Linked DNA regions of Gossypium hirsutum: region 2 is linked to region 1. A link is a contact called in public Hi-C data. All regions are on one chromosome and are shown on one strand. Each heading gives the region's core, a stretch centred on a gene start, on an enhancer-like site or on the middle of the called end of the contact. The rest is flanking DNA. Distances are from core to core; before and after follow the strand shown. Region 1 holds the start of LOC107916758 (probable BOI-related E3 ubiquitin-protein ligase 3). Region 2 holds the start of LOC107947140.

Region 1 (7,722 bases), core at 1,781-4,280:
ATAGGTATTAAGATTCAAATTCAAGATACTAAACCTTGCAATTGTTGCATGAAACAAATTAGTTGATGACTTTATTGGTAATTAATTATATCAACAATATTGAGAAGATGCATGAATGGTAATCCTTCAATTTTGTTGACCTAAAATAGTAAAAATATTCTTAAACTTTACTAAGGACTTAATTAGATGCAATCAAATGATAAGGACTTATTCAAATAAAATAAATAAAACTTTAATATTTTAATCATGTTAATAATAATTGATGCACAAGAAAGGGAAAGTTGATTTTATCACATGGGTAAAGTATTAAAAATAATTTATTTATTTATTTCAACTGCACTTATCTTCATATATATCTAAATTTAATCCTTAATTAATCTACATCACCTTTTTTTTTTATATCTTATCAACCGCAGATTCATTGTTTCAAACTTTTGGTTGTGCCTACAAAGTTAAATTAGACTTTCGGTTACTTTTAAATTATTTGGATTATTGTTTTAGAAGAGATTATTGCATGCTTTTATTTTATTCATAACCCAATGTTTAAATATTTCACTATATTTAACATTTAACATTTAACATTTTATTTTTAAAATATTCACTAGTGAATTGGTTTAATATTGTTTTCAGAGTTTTATACTATATATTTATAAATATAAAATTATAATATGAAACTAAACCGTTATAAAAAATATAATAAATTAAAAATTAGATCATGATGGAGTGAAGATTCGCATACCATAATTACACAATTGAACCAAGAGAAAAAGAAAAATTGCTACTAATCACGATGTTTTACTAATTTTCTTTTCATATTACTTTTATTTCTCTGAATAAAATTATATATTAATTAGTAAAAACTAAAATTAAGATAATTTTAAAATAATGCATATAAAATTTATTAAAATTGTATTTAAATTAATTCTTGTTCGTAAAACTGAGTTCAAATTCCACTTGTGGAACTAGTGACACTCTTGTGATCTTATTCCTATTAAACGAATGATTCGTTGAACAATAAATAATCATATTTACATTATAGTTTTTTTTGACACATGATACCTTTTTTATTTATAATTTGAGTACTTTTTTTTTTCACTCAAAGCTTTTTAAAATTTTAAAGTTATTCTATGCATTTTTCTTTATAATTTTTTATATATTCAATAAGCTTACATTGTTATTCTAAAAAAACTAAAATTAATAACATTTATCAAATTAAATTTATATTTTTCAAATATAATAAGATTATAAAGAAAATTTTCTATTATTTTAATGTTCAATAATTTTTAAAAATTAAATAAAAATAAAATTTAACTAATTCTAAATTAGTTAAATATTTGTTTAAAAAGTTTCATAATTATATTATCTTTTCAATTTATTAGTGATTTTTTAGGCTTAATGGTGTAAAAAAACAATTAATCCCCCCATTTTTTTTCCACTCATTTGAATACTTGAACTTTCAAAATGCATCAATAAGACCCTATTTTTTTTTAAAAAGCAATTAAGCCCCTGCTCTTATTAAAAACTAAAAAAATTATAAAAAATGAATTTTAGAAAAATTATTAAATTTTAATAAAAATATAAGATTTATTAAAAATTAGATTTTTTTATAAAAATCATAAAAAATTTAATGACCCCTAGTTTTTTTCAATTAAGTCATTTAGTGTCAAAACACTGCGTGACATATGGTGAAAAATGATAAAAAAAAATAATCAATAAAAGTTTTAGAAAAATTATAAAATTTTTCTTTTGATACGATAATTTTTATAAAATTTTTTACAAAATTTATATTTCTTTACATTTTTTATTTTTTTTATATTTCTATATATTTTATATTTTTTACGATTTTTATAAAATTTTACAAATTTTATTATGATTTTTAATATTTTATATTTTTATTAAAATTTAATATTATTTATAGATTTTATTGATTTTAAATTTTTATAAGTTTTTTTTCTAATTTTTAATAAAAGCAGTGGCTTAATTGCTTTTTTTGAAACAGTGGGAGAGTATTTTTTATGCATTTTGAAAGTTTAAGTACCCAATTGAGTGCAAAAAAAAAGAGTAAGGGCTTAAATACTTTTTTTGAAAAACTTTGAGGGCTTTTTTGATGTATTTTGAAAGTTAAAATACCCAAATGAGTGAAAAAGAGAGGAGGAGGTTAATTGGTTTTTTTGAAAAAAAATGGAGGAATTTTTGCACTTAAAAAAATTAAAAAAAAAACAATCTAATTAGAAAATGAAAAATATAAAAAGTCGAAGGTTAGTTGTAGTAATAGAAGTAATGAAAATATAGTGAAATTGAAATTCCAGAGGAGGTATCAGGTATGTAATCTTGGATTAATGGTGAAGTAATTTAGTTTCTATTAAATGAAGATATGGTGTGCTGTTACTAAAATTTCAAAGATTTTATGTTACTCACAATATTATTCCCTATTTGCTGACTTCCAAAATTAGTTATTTTATTTTTAATGAAAATCTAAACCTTTTTCACCCCCCATCAAAAATTCCCCAAAATAAGAGAGAAATGAATGATTTACATTCCCAAAATTGTACACAATAAAAGATGAGAATTTATTATAAAGATTCCTATTATTCAGGCTTTCCACACACATTTCTGATTTTCTTTTCCTTCTCCAATCTTAAAACCAAAGTTTTATTTACTCCCTCAATTATGTTAAAATTTCAGATTAATTCAATAATGGATTTACGAAATCTACATTATCACTTTAACCCCCGTAGTTAATATGATATCAATTTGGACCTATTAAATCGAAAATATTTAACATAATAGAGGGACTTAAATTACAATTAAACCAAAAATCTAAATGAAAAGGCTGGCCAAATCAGTTTCTCTCCCCCCACCACTTCAGATTTCAGTTTTTGTTCAAACTGTGAAATCTCTGACTCAATAGGCCGATAGTTTAGTCACAAAATCTGCATGTGTACGTCGATGCTTAGCGCGTCCTATACGTGGCATTGGCCTCTCTTTAAAGCTGCCTTTTTCTAGGATTTTTCATTTGAGAAAAATATGGCACAAAATAACAGTATCCTATGCCCTCTCTCTCCCTTTCCTTTTCAAGCTTTTTCAGTTACTTCAATACAATCCAAATCCACCCCATTCTTTAATATTATATCAATATTCTGACCTCACCCTTCTCTCCGTCTCCTATAAATATATCCAAATCCACCCCATTCTTTAATATTATATCAATATTCTGACCTCACCCTTCTCTCCGTCTCCTATAAATATACACCAACACCCTTTACCTCTTTTTTGTTTACGTTTGTACTTATCGAGAGTTTTTTTGATCCAAACTAGAATCCCCCCCTTTATTTTTTGAGCTGATTTATGGTAAAACAAAGACTTCAGGCTAAAATTTTGGGTATTTTTTGTTTGGTTTTTGTTTTCGTTCTTGTTTGGTGGTTGAACAAGGATAAATAATGGCTATACAAGCGCAGTTGTATTCTGATAATATTGGGTTCCCAATTTGCGGTTCTTTGGATTTGATCGATAATGGTTGTGGACTTGTTGGTGCTGCTGCTGGTTTCAATCAACAGATATCATCACAGCTTCAACAACTGCAACAGTTTCAACACCTTCAAAACCAGCACCAAAGGGACCAAACCTTTTCCTTTGGTAGCACTAACAACAATCGTGAATCAATCATGTTTGAGAAGCAAAGATACGAGATTGATCAGTTTATCAAATCACAGGTTAGTACAAAATCACAAAAAAACCCAAGTTTTTCATTTCTTTTCAATTGGGTCTTTATTTATTTATTTTTGATTTTGTGCAGAATGAGAGGCTGAGGTTGTTACTGCAAGAGCAAAGGAAACAACAGTATGAAGTATTGGTGAAGAAGATAGAATCAAAGGCCTCTTTTTTGCTTAGACAAAAAGATGAAGAGATTGTTAAAGCGAGGAACAAAACAATGGAACTTCAGAATATGTTGAAGAAATTGGAGATGGAGAATCAAGCATGGCAAAGGGTGGCGCAAGAGAATGAAGCCATGGTTGTGTCTTTAAACAACAGGCTTGAACAAGTACGGGAGGAACAAGCTTCTTGTCGTTTTAACAATGGTGTCGATGACGCAGAGTCTTGCTGTGAATGCGAAGACAACAACGAAGGGATTATGGAAACAAAGGGAAACGGAAGTTTCGCAGCGGTTGATAGCAGCAATCAAAGACAAGAAGAACAAGAAGAAAAAACGACAATGGTTTGCAAATGTTGTTATTGTCGAAATTCGTCAGTGTTGTTCCTTCCTTGCCGACACCTTTGTTCGTGTAAGGATTGTGCAACTTTTCTTGATTCTTGTCCCGTTTGTAGAACACCAAAGAAAGCTTGCATTGAAGCCTTGATTTCTTAGGTCACGGTAAAAAAAAATTTGCAGGAAAGCATGATGATGACGGTGGATGAACATAAGTAAATCCATATGGAGTTTAGACATTATTATTGTTTCCCCTTTTCTCTCCAGTTTTTTTTTTTTTGCCTTTTTAGGTACTATGGGCAAGGATATTAGACTGAACATGTACTTAAACACGCAAAAAAAAAAGAAAGAAAAGAAAAGAAAAAGAATTGAACAGATATCTAGAGCAATAGGACAGTGTTTTTTTTTTTTTTAAATTTCAGTTCTTGAAATTATTGCCTTTGCCTGACCCATTGTATAGGTAGCAGTGGTAGCAATACTTAATATAATGACAGACTGATCCTATCTGATGTTGGCAATTATTTTTGGGTTTGGGCAGTGACTGGAGAGAAAGATGGAATGATATGTCAGATTACATGCTAACCCTCTTTTCTTTTTATTCTTCATCTTCTTAAAACCATCTTTCTAATATTCAAATTCAATATTTATTTTGTAATCTAAAGTTTATTTTAATTACAAAATTTTCTAACCATTTTATTGAAAAATTTTCAATTAAATAGTAAGATTTAATTAATCAAATAATGCTTTAAATTTGAATGCCGATATTCAATCTTTTTATTTGAACAATATTAAGCTATTTTTATGTTGTTTCTCTTTTTTTATAAGCCTTATTTTAGTATGCTACAAAATTTTCAATATATATAATGGTGGTCAAAAAGCTGGTAGGGGAGATCTTTAAAGATTATGGGGGGAGCAATTTAGAAAGGGTATCAGCGAAATGTTCAGCCTCCCCTTTCTTGGAAACAAAGGAGGCTTATATAGAGTAGCTAGCTAGGCCCAAGCCCGTTCTGGACGGATGCTTATGATGTAAGGCCATGAAGAGCTTCCTTACAGCTTTAGATTGAAGAAATGTTTTTAGGTGAATCAATGACAATTAAGTGAGGAGCTTATGTGGATATGGTAAGCCATTTTGGGCGAGTTTAGATATAACAATTGCACCCAATCAGTAGATGTTACAAATAACCTTCCTTGAGATAATATTAAATAGGTGTGCTTATACCTTGTATGAGTGAGCTTCGTGACGAAAGCTTGTAGAGAGTTAGTTTCTCTTTACTTCTAAAAAGAGTTGGGAAAAACCGAGTTTAAAATTTACCAAAAAGTAAATTTAAATAAGGAAGAATATGTGATCCATTATCAATACAGAAGTCCCATATATTATCAGTGATTAATAACATGACATTTCATTATTAAATAAAAGAAAAATAATAGAGGACTTGTAAAAATAAGTACTAATAATTTTATTTAAACATAATTAATTATAAATAAATGCTAAAACTTAAAGTTCGATATCCTAGATCCTAAACCATTAAACCCAAGATCCTAAATCCAAGAATTATTGATATTTATTTACAATAGTTACTATTAATGTTTAATTATGTTATAAAATTATTAGTATTTATTTATAAGTCTTATTTTTCTCTAATTTAATGATGATGTATCATTTTTTTTCTTGATTTCTCAAGGTATAGTATCATATTATTATTTGACGGTGAATCAAATATTATTCCTTTAAATAATGTTCAAATTTATTAATATTATGATATTTTAGTAAGAATATAAAAATTAGTTTATTGTAACTTTATTAATATTTTTATATATGAAATGTAAATTTAAAATATTTGTAAGCAATCAATTTTAATTATTTGGAAAACTTAGTTGGACTATATAATCTATATTTCAAATATTAAAATATAACCATTACAAATTTGAAGATATAATGTTATATATTTGAAATAAATTTTAATAGGGAAATAATTGTATATCCATATAAATATTACATAAAATAAATTAGGTTATAAATATTATATATTTTAAAATGAATTTCAACAGAAAAATAATTGTATACCTCATACATATCACATAAAATATGTTGGATTATAAATAAAAGTTAAAAATGTCATTTGACTTCAAAAAAATTATTTGTGTAGTAAGGCCATACAAAAATTCAATTAACCGAATATACCAAATTGAACCGAATCCCAAACATTTGGTTTAATCAATTTTTTTTTTACTTATTCAATATAGTTAGTCGATTTTGATGGCATTTTCCGATTTTGAATTTTCAAACAAAATAAATTGATTAAAATTTTAATTAATTTTATACCCATATCCATACCCAAATACTAAATAACTAATATTGTATACAAAATCCAATCCAACTAAACTCAATTATAAATCCAATTATTCAAATAATTAAATAACCAAATTTTAAAATTTAAATTACAAGCCATAAATTAATCAATACTTTCAAAGAAAATTGTACTGTTTTTTTCATGAAAAATGAAGCCTAGGCCTAAGTTCACAATAGAACTTACAAACATAACGCAAGTCAGGATTCACCATCTCAACAATACTTCCAGAGGTTCTTCTATGAGGCTCCACTATTTTATTACTTATATAAACCTATTAACATAGTATTTTACTTTTTATTTGTTAATTAGAAATATAATAATATAAAAAAATTGGTTCAATTCAAATAAAATTTTAAAACTTATTAATAGTTTTTTTATAAATAAATAAAACCTAAAAAGTAAAAAAAAAACCGTTGGCTTGACTTATTCGATTTTGATTTAAAGTCAATTCGACTCAAGTTGATTTTAACGAGTTAATCAAATTATTTATATAGTACAAATTGTTGATAGAATTAAGTATTCCACATTTCACAGCAAGATAACATACTTATACAACTTGTTGACCCAACTCTGGAATGAGGCACTCCATGAAATTGTTTACAATGTGTAGAATACAAAAAGACATGATGGGCAAGTACTTGAGTTTACTTTTGTAGGCGGGATTATTCATCACATTTTATTTTTAGAATACATATAATAATTGTTCCCTATTGGTCATGGTTGCATAAAACAAATACGTGTGCCTAGCATCCAAAGGCAAATAAATATTATAATTGAAATATGTAGGCATAAGTCCCCCCAACAACTACTGAGTTTGAGAACTTCATGAATAATGCAAGGACTGCAACTCATTCAGTGTATTGAACTGAACATAACAAGAACAAGAACACAGACAGTTTGCATCGGACGAAAGATCTATTAAGTATATCCATTTGATTCTTTTAATGATAAAAGGTGCAAACTATATCATGTATATATACTATCAACTTCTCATCACATTTAATTCTCTAATGAAATCATCCATGAACAACTAAATTATTCTATTTTAGCAGCCTTATTTTTATGCCTACCACTAAACTATTGAAGCAAATGCTAAAACACAGAGTAAACATTTTAAGCATGATATTAAAAAAACTTTTTAAAAAAATTTGTTTCAAGAAATGC
Region 2 (7,722 bases), core at 3,893-6,392, 140 kb after region 1:
GCTTTGTCCCTCCAAGCACAGTTTATTAACATTGAAACCTGAAACATATATGCAACAAAAATAAATACAATAGTACTTAATGAGCTTTATTACTAAAATGTACTGACGGATACTTTATATTCTTAAAAGAACATCTTTGCATCAACCATCTTTCTAAACCACTTATATTTGGCGAATATCACTATAGTTGTAATACATGCATATATGCCAATTATATACTCTTCAAGTACAAATTCTTTCTTTTTTAATTAACTGAAGATTTTTTTCAGGCATTTCTTAATTCTCTCGTTCACATATGCACTTCTGAACAAAACATACCTTCAAAATCCAACTAATACAACGTATTTTCTAATACTTGTTCTTGACTTAAAACAGTTGTTCATTATCATTATTCGAAGGTAAACACATACACATATGGAAAATACTTACGTAGGTTTGAGTACCATCAAACCATTAAGTAAATCATACCCTAATCCGATACCACACAACCCATACTAACAATATACTTCATAGATCAATCTATTAACATTCACAACATTATTCCAGACGCTCAAAATAATTGATATTCAGTTTTCATAAGATTTCAGGCAAAGTCATTATGCAACTTAGATATGACAGGTTCCAAATAACTTTGATTCAATTATATCACCATGGCGAATACCTTATTAACATCCAGATACACGGTTCTTTTCAAAATCACCCTTTAAACTTATTTATTTCACAGATCTTACTCAACTCTTAATCCTAAGCATATCAATACCCTAAACTTATTACAGAGCTAACAGAATTTATCCATATCTTACCATAAAGACAAAACTTACAAGGCATACATGACAGACCATGCCATAAGGGCCAAACAGAATGTGCCATAAAGGCATCATACAACTTACCATCATCCCAAGCACTTACAACCCCAATGTAAAGCCTGTACTTAAAGCTTTATTGTTCATAGAACTCTTATAGTCTTACCATTTCAGAACTTAACAAGCAAAGCTAAAACACTTACCCGAAGATGGAATAACCAATTATTAAACCTAGAATTGAAGCTTCTAGCTTAATAAGAAAGAGATACATATATATATATTTAAAGAAAGAATCAGAGAATAATATTTTTAAGGAGGAAAAAGAACTTTCTTCAAAACCTTTATCTCATATATATAATCCATTCCCCCTTACAGACATTCAACAAGTGTCATTTAAATTCAGAGCTTGTCTCTCTTATTGGCCTACAGGTTTCAAAAGAAACATAAATGAAAATCCTGTATAATAAATATTAAGACAATCATTTCAGTTGGTTCCTGACCAAGCACTTTACAACCCGATGAGAGCAATATTAAGATAAACTGGACGTATTATACATTTGGCGATAAATCATATTATAATTTGCCTTTTTGCCAACTAAAACCTTTACTCTTTGGCTAATCAGAATAATATAAAATAAAATTTCTACTTAATTACTTGGTGTATACTATGCATCCACAAGTATACGTCAAAAGAAACAAATGGGCGAATTACAACCTACCAAACACATATTCTTTCACTACTATACGCTTTATCCTTGAACCCGCTCGAACTGGGATGTGACACTAAGTACAAAAGATGACTTAGAAATTAATTTATTTTTTCAAATTATTATTTAATTTATTGTAATTAAATAATTGAGTTTCGAAGTGAGAATTAAATTAATTAGTCATCATAGATTTGTTGAATAAGGCAATTAAATTAATTTCCTCATACATTCTAATACAATAAAGTTGACATGACTTTAACAGTATTAGAATTGAGTTTGGAAAATAATTTAATTGAGAAATTACTTTAGTTGAGTTAAGTTAATTAATTAATATTTATTTTTTTAGTTTAGTTAATTAATAAATTAATTACTTTAGTTAAGTGTATTACTGAATTAATATAATGAGTCAATCAAATACCAATTCAATTGTGAATCCACTAAAATAATTTATATTTTATGAAAGTGTTATTATCTATTTCTATGTAATAAAAGAATAAAAAATTAACTATTACTTCAAACATCATACATAATAAACATTTAACTTTACAATCATCATTTAGATTTTATATGGATTTTTAATAAATGCATTTCTCACATAAGTCTAATTATTTATGATTGTTTTAATATTTATACCTAAAAAGTAAAATGTGTAATTGTAATTTCATAAAATAAAAATAAATAAATAAAAAGAAAAAGAAAAAAGTTTGATTTGAAAAGTAAAAAGCTGGAAAGGGGTGGCGACGGTAAAAAGGTAAACGGACAGAAACATCCAGAACCATTTCCAATAGATATAATAAACGACAGCGTATAGCTCCAAACATGAATTTTTCTATAAATACCTACAGTTTCAATCAGAGTTAAATTATTATATTTAGTTTTTTCTCGGTTGGCTCTTTCTTTTTTGTTTCTGTTTCCTCTCTTTTTATTGAAAAATTAGGGTTTCCGTCTGCGGTGGTGAGAATCAATGGCGTCGACTTCGAGGAAGATAATGTTGAGGAGCTCCGACGGAGAGACTTTTGAGGTGGAGGAAGCGGTGGCGGTTGAGTCGCAGACGATCAAGCACATGATCGAGGACGATTGCGCCGACAACGAGATCCCTCTCCCAAACGTCACCAGCAAGATCTTGTCCAAGGTCCTTGAGTACTGCAAGAAGCATGTCGATGCTGCTGCCGACAAGGAAAAGACTCCTGATGACGAACTCAAGGTTTGGGATGCTGATTTTGTCAAGGTTGACCAAAATACCCTCTTTGATCTCATCCTGGTCAGTTTCCCCTCTTTTTCCCTAATTCCTTTTCCGTTCACAATGCTGTTACTTTTAGAGCTGTTTGGGTTAATTGAAATCGTCTGCTCATCTGTTTATTGCTCTACTGTTACCGGACATCGTTTTTTTTCCCTAGCGTTTTTTGAATCAGTTCGCACGATCCCAATCAGGAGGCGTATGGTGAATAAATTCCCCTTGATTCATTAAGACACATAATTTACAAGCTTCAAATTTTTTTCATTACCTGGAAATACCGGTGTATTGGTCTTGATAATGGGAATTGAAGTATTAAACGTATAGATTGTTGCTTATTTTGTTCGTGCTTATTTTCTATTCGTATGGTAAACCTTTTGATATTGGGATTTGCAGGCAGCGAACTATCTGAATATCAAGAGCTTGCTGGACTTGACCTGCCAAACTGTGGCTGATATGATAAAGGGAAAGACACCCGAGGAGATTCGCAAGACCTTCAACATCAAGAACGATTTCACCCCCGAGGAAGAAGAGGAGGTTAGGAGGGAGAATCAATGGGCATTCGAGTGATAGGAAAGCCTTTAAATTTAATGTTGATATTATTATAGTTTATATGCTTTTCTGGTTAGGTTTTCAAGTTGGGGAAAAAAATTAAGAACATTGGCTTTCTTTTGGCTTATTTTGTTATATGCATTAGTGTCTTCTATTCTAGAGGATATTTAATATGAACCTCTCCCCTCCTCTATTATCATAATATAAATTAGAATTTCTTAATATGCATTGCTATTCTTTAGTAATTTTGTTGTTTCTGTTCTTCTCACTTTTATTTAACTTCTACTTGGCTAAGTGATGTGCAATGCATACATACATATTTACGATATATAATTGAACCAGATGCTTATTTACATACATTATACAATCCGAGTTCTATGAATCTTGTGTGCTCAAGTTTTTTTTTATTATTTTTGGACAATCCTTTACCACCTTTAATGGAAGCATAGAAATCCAATTTTAGGGGGATTCAGTTTAAGGGTATATTTAGCCTGACTATCCAAAAGCCCTTTGACAGCAAAAGCAGCTTTAGAATGTGCTTTTCAACCAAGAAAATGACTGATCGGTGTTTTCCAAAAGGACTTTGCAATGCTAAACTAGCTCCAGATTGAAATATAAAGAATTTTTGTGGTTAGCTCATTGGATTTTAGATGTACTTCTCATGGGACCTACTGGCCCTAATCTGTAACTTCACATGGTAACACTGTTTCATTGGTTGGATTTACAATATTGTACTTGCATGTATAAAAAGTTATGAAATTAATAGCAGCTAAATCGAATCCTCCCCATGTTTTCAAGTGTCTTGGTTTTAATGTAAACTTGATGAACAAGTCTTGCAAACATGCCTGATGGAGATTTCATTTGATGATATGATTTTGCAGTTCTGAGTAATCCTCTCTTGAGTAAAGCTTTGAAGAGTGCTTAAGATTATCCTCTCTCAAGTAAACATTAAACTTGAATGTTTTTCTTCAACAGGAATAAACATTGATATATCAATATACCCATAAATTTAAAAAGCATCAGAACTAGTAGTATTCGTTAATATGCCCTCTTAAGGCGTTATCTATCAATATAACATTAATAACTAAGTAATTAAAGGGTTTTTTGTTTGGTTTATGTCCATCGCATCTCTTCATACTTTATCTTGAGCAACTTTCTCTCTTCTTCCCACTTGTCTCTATCTTCATTATATTTATCTTTCAAAGTGCTTTTAACTCTATCAAAATTCTCCTCCTTTTGCAGCAACTTTTTCTTGTACTTATCCTTGTATTTCCCTTTGGCTTTCTTTGCTTCTTCCTCTTTGAACATCCCGCAAGTCTCACATGCAACTTGCACCTGCATGCTTCCCTCTTCACCTTCTTTTTCATTCTTCACTGTTGTCCTTATTTCTACTTCCTCCTTTTCTCTCATGCTGTTGTAATTTCCTCCCTTAATGGTATCCTGAAACAATACATTCATGAATGTCAGATCATGCATGCAAATTCAATCCACCATAATGATAACAATAATAATAATAAGGCACTTACGCTTTTGTTTAAAGATCTTAACTTCAAGTTGTGTAGCAGAGTGGAGAAAAGAGCATAAATATCCTGGAGAAGGAGCTTGACCATGTAAACTACGAAATCATGCAATATCAATGCGACGAGCGTGGCAATAAAGTGCTGTTTATTACCATCGACAGCAAAGTAAAGCAAACACATTAACAAGGTTCGGTCGAGCCAAAACCAAGTCTTCTTTTCTGCATCCATCACTGAGATATCACTCTCCAAAGAACCCTCTATTCAAAGAATAAACACAGAAGGGAATATCACAGCGTTTCGAATTGGACAGTGCGTTTGTTATTTCTTATATATATGTGAATAAAGTTAAAAGGGAATAAAAAGTTAACCCTAAACCTAGCTTGGAACTTACGATATTCTTTACAAGGTGACCTCAATTGAAGAGAAGCCAGAGGCTAACACCTAATGGTGGATTGGACCTTCGTGAAATAATGGGTTTTCTAATTACATACTTATGTCCAACTTCATTACTTTTTCTTTCGCCTTTTAGGCCCAAATGTTCTCTCACTCCATTTCTTTAACAAAGAGGTTTAGGCAGACACCATGAACAAATATAAAGGTTACAATAAAATTAGGGATTTAGTATTTACAATAAAATAAAATTTAAGTGAAATAATTAATACCATTAGTGTTTCTTAACATGATAATTAAGCTACTCTCATTTAATAGAAAAATTTTGATAAAAAATACTAATAAAATCTTTAAATAAAAAATTAAAAATCCAAGTAGATAAATTAGTAGCAAAATTTGGCCATATTTAAATCTTATCTTTTAAAGCTTTCAATTGCCGTGTTCTAGTGTAACACCAAAATTGAGTTCAAACCCAAGATAACCTCTACTTCCTGCCGTTGTGAAAAAATAATTGAAGCAAATGTGAGTTCATAATATTTATGAAAAACAGTGAAATATATAATTAAAAATTTGATGTCAATAAAGCTATCACTATAATAGAGTTTAAAAACTTCAAAAGTGATAATTGAAAATCTAACATGCGATAGAGATATGATAAATTTTTTAATCTATGCACAGCATGGTTAAAACAAAATCTATACATTTCAATCACCCAAAAGAATGCCAAATATATTCTTATTGTTCAAGATTTGTCAAATCCCTAAAGCTAAAATTTTAAAAAAAAAAATCATAAATTCAATTTAAAAATCAACCGAAGATAATAAACTAACGACTCATAATTTTATTAAAAAAAAAAAGTAAACGAAGAAGACAAAACACATGAAAAACACAGAGCTTTTGGCTTATATCACCTTTTATTTTTTTATTCTTCTTTCTTTTTTCATCAATAAAACAAAAATGGCAGCTTCCATCAGAAAAATTTATACAATAAAACAAGATATCAGTATTCAGTAGTCATGTTCTGAAAACAATAAATTAGAACTCATTGCCAAAACAGAGTATTTGGGTCATATTTTCACAAGCCTTTTTAAAATTATTATTAATTTTATGATTATGATTATATATGTTATATGTTGTATACATTCAATTATCAGAGAATTGCTTTTGTAATTTAATATGTAGAGTATGGTATTCGGTTTGCCATTTGCCAAGACAACTGTTGCCATCATTTTTGTTACTTTTTTTTTCTTTTTAGTCTTTAATGAATGATTTAAGGGACCACTAACTTCATTTCCACCATCTTTTTTTTTTTAAGGGAAAGGGAACATTCCTGGTTTATATATATATATATTATTTAATTGCATTAAGCTTTTTTAAATTTATCAGTTATTTTTTTATTTTTGGTATGTAAACTTTTCTAACTAAGTACTCAAAATTAATGTTATATCAGTGAAGTTGGTTTGTCAATTCAATAAGTCAATTAGATGTAAAACATAATTTAAATATATATTTGTTGTATGAATAATTTGGATATAATGTGATAATGAAAATAAATCATGTCGATAAGATTTATGAAAGCTATATATATACATATATATTAACATGATATGTTCAAACTCTTTATGTAATAGATACACATGTTTATAATATGATTGACATGTAAATATGATTCATGTTAGATTTAAGTTGATATTTAGTGTCTAAACTAAACAAAATGAGCTAAGTGGTATAATTCTTATACTTTTAGAATTCAATTGGAGGATAGATAATATTTTCTGAATTAACCCTATGTATATATTTTAAACTCACTTCAGCTACACAAGTTTAAAAAGAAATTTGAATACGAAATTATATTGATCATTTGGGAGATAAAATTAATTTTATTAAGAGAAAATGAAAGACAATTTTTTTGGAGTCAAAATGAAAAAAAATTCGAGTTTGAAGAGGAAAAGGTTTGTTATGATATTTAGTAATATTAACCTACAACTCGAATGGATTCGAGTCAGACTCTACACAATTCGTATATTGAGCTCGAGAATGGCAAAGATGATGATTGCAACTTTTTACATTAAGATTAAATTTCTTACAATAGCAGGGATAGGCTTTATGTAGTATGATCAACGAATAGTAAGACAATGTCCCATGTTATCGATCAAACATACACACGAACAGGTATAGCAAGGACAATGCTCATTGCAGACAGGAATGGATGGTCAAGTTTTGGATTTGGACGTGAGGGATGAAGACAGAATTAAAAAGACAAAAGAGACAGAAGTCACGAAAACCTAGCAGTTGTTCTATGATGATGTGAATACAGTGGTGAAAATTTCGTAGGCATTGGCAGAGGAGGAAATAAAAGATTTGATCCACTATTTAACGCTGAATTCTAATGTTTTTATGTGGTCGGTTGCAGACATGCCTGGGGTGGATCCTTAAGTAATTGTTCATAGGTTAAATGTGTTCTATGAAGTTAAATCAAATAAGCAAAAGAAAAGAAAGCGTGCTCCGTAGGTCAT

What was found. A called contact is a pair of places that touch in the nucleus more often than the background predicts.
Region 2: a Hi-C map of leaf shows a contact between it and region 1, with 2.1 times the contacts expected there. The contact joins the promoter of LOC107947140 here to the promoter of LOC107916758 in region 1. A contact is called at or near these places in 2 of 34 Hi-C or Micro-C datasets (leaf and seedling).

Annotation. Positions count from the first base shown.
Region 1 is chrA01:107,188,581-107,196,302 of Gossypium_hirsutum_v2.1, forward strand. It overlaps LOC107916758 (probable BOI-related E3 ubiquitin-protein ligase 3), which reads left to right and starts at 3,031. Exons shown (of 2, transcript XM_016846127.2): 1 at 3,031-3,713; 2 at 3,797-4,789. The coding sequence starts at 3,441. The coding sequence ends at 4,366.
Region 2 is chrA01:107,327,690-107,335,411 of Gossypium_hirsutum_v2.1, forward strand. LOC107947140 reads right to left here and starts at 5,143. Exons shown (of 2, transcript XM_016881709.2): 1 at 4,823-5,143; 2 at 4,221-4,736. The coding sequence starts at 5,044. The coding sequence ends at 4,410. It overlaps LOC107947149 (SKP1-like protein 1A), which reads left to right and starts at 2,247. Exons shown (of 2, transcript XM_016881721.2): 1 at 2,247-2,771; 2 at 3,141-3,518. The coding sequence starts at 2,475. The coding sequence ends at 3,314.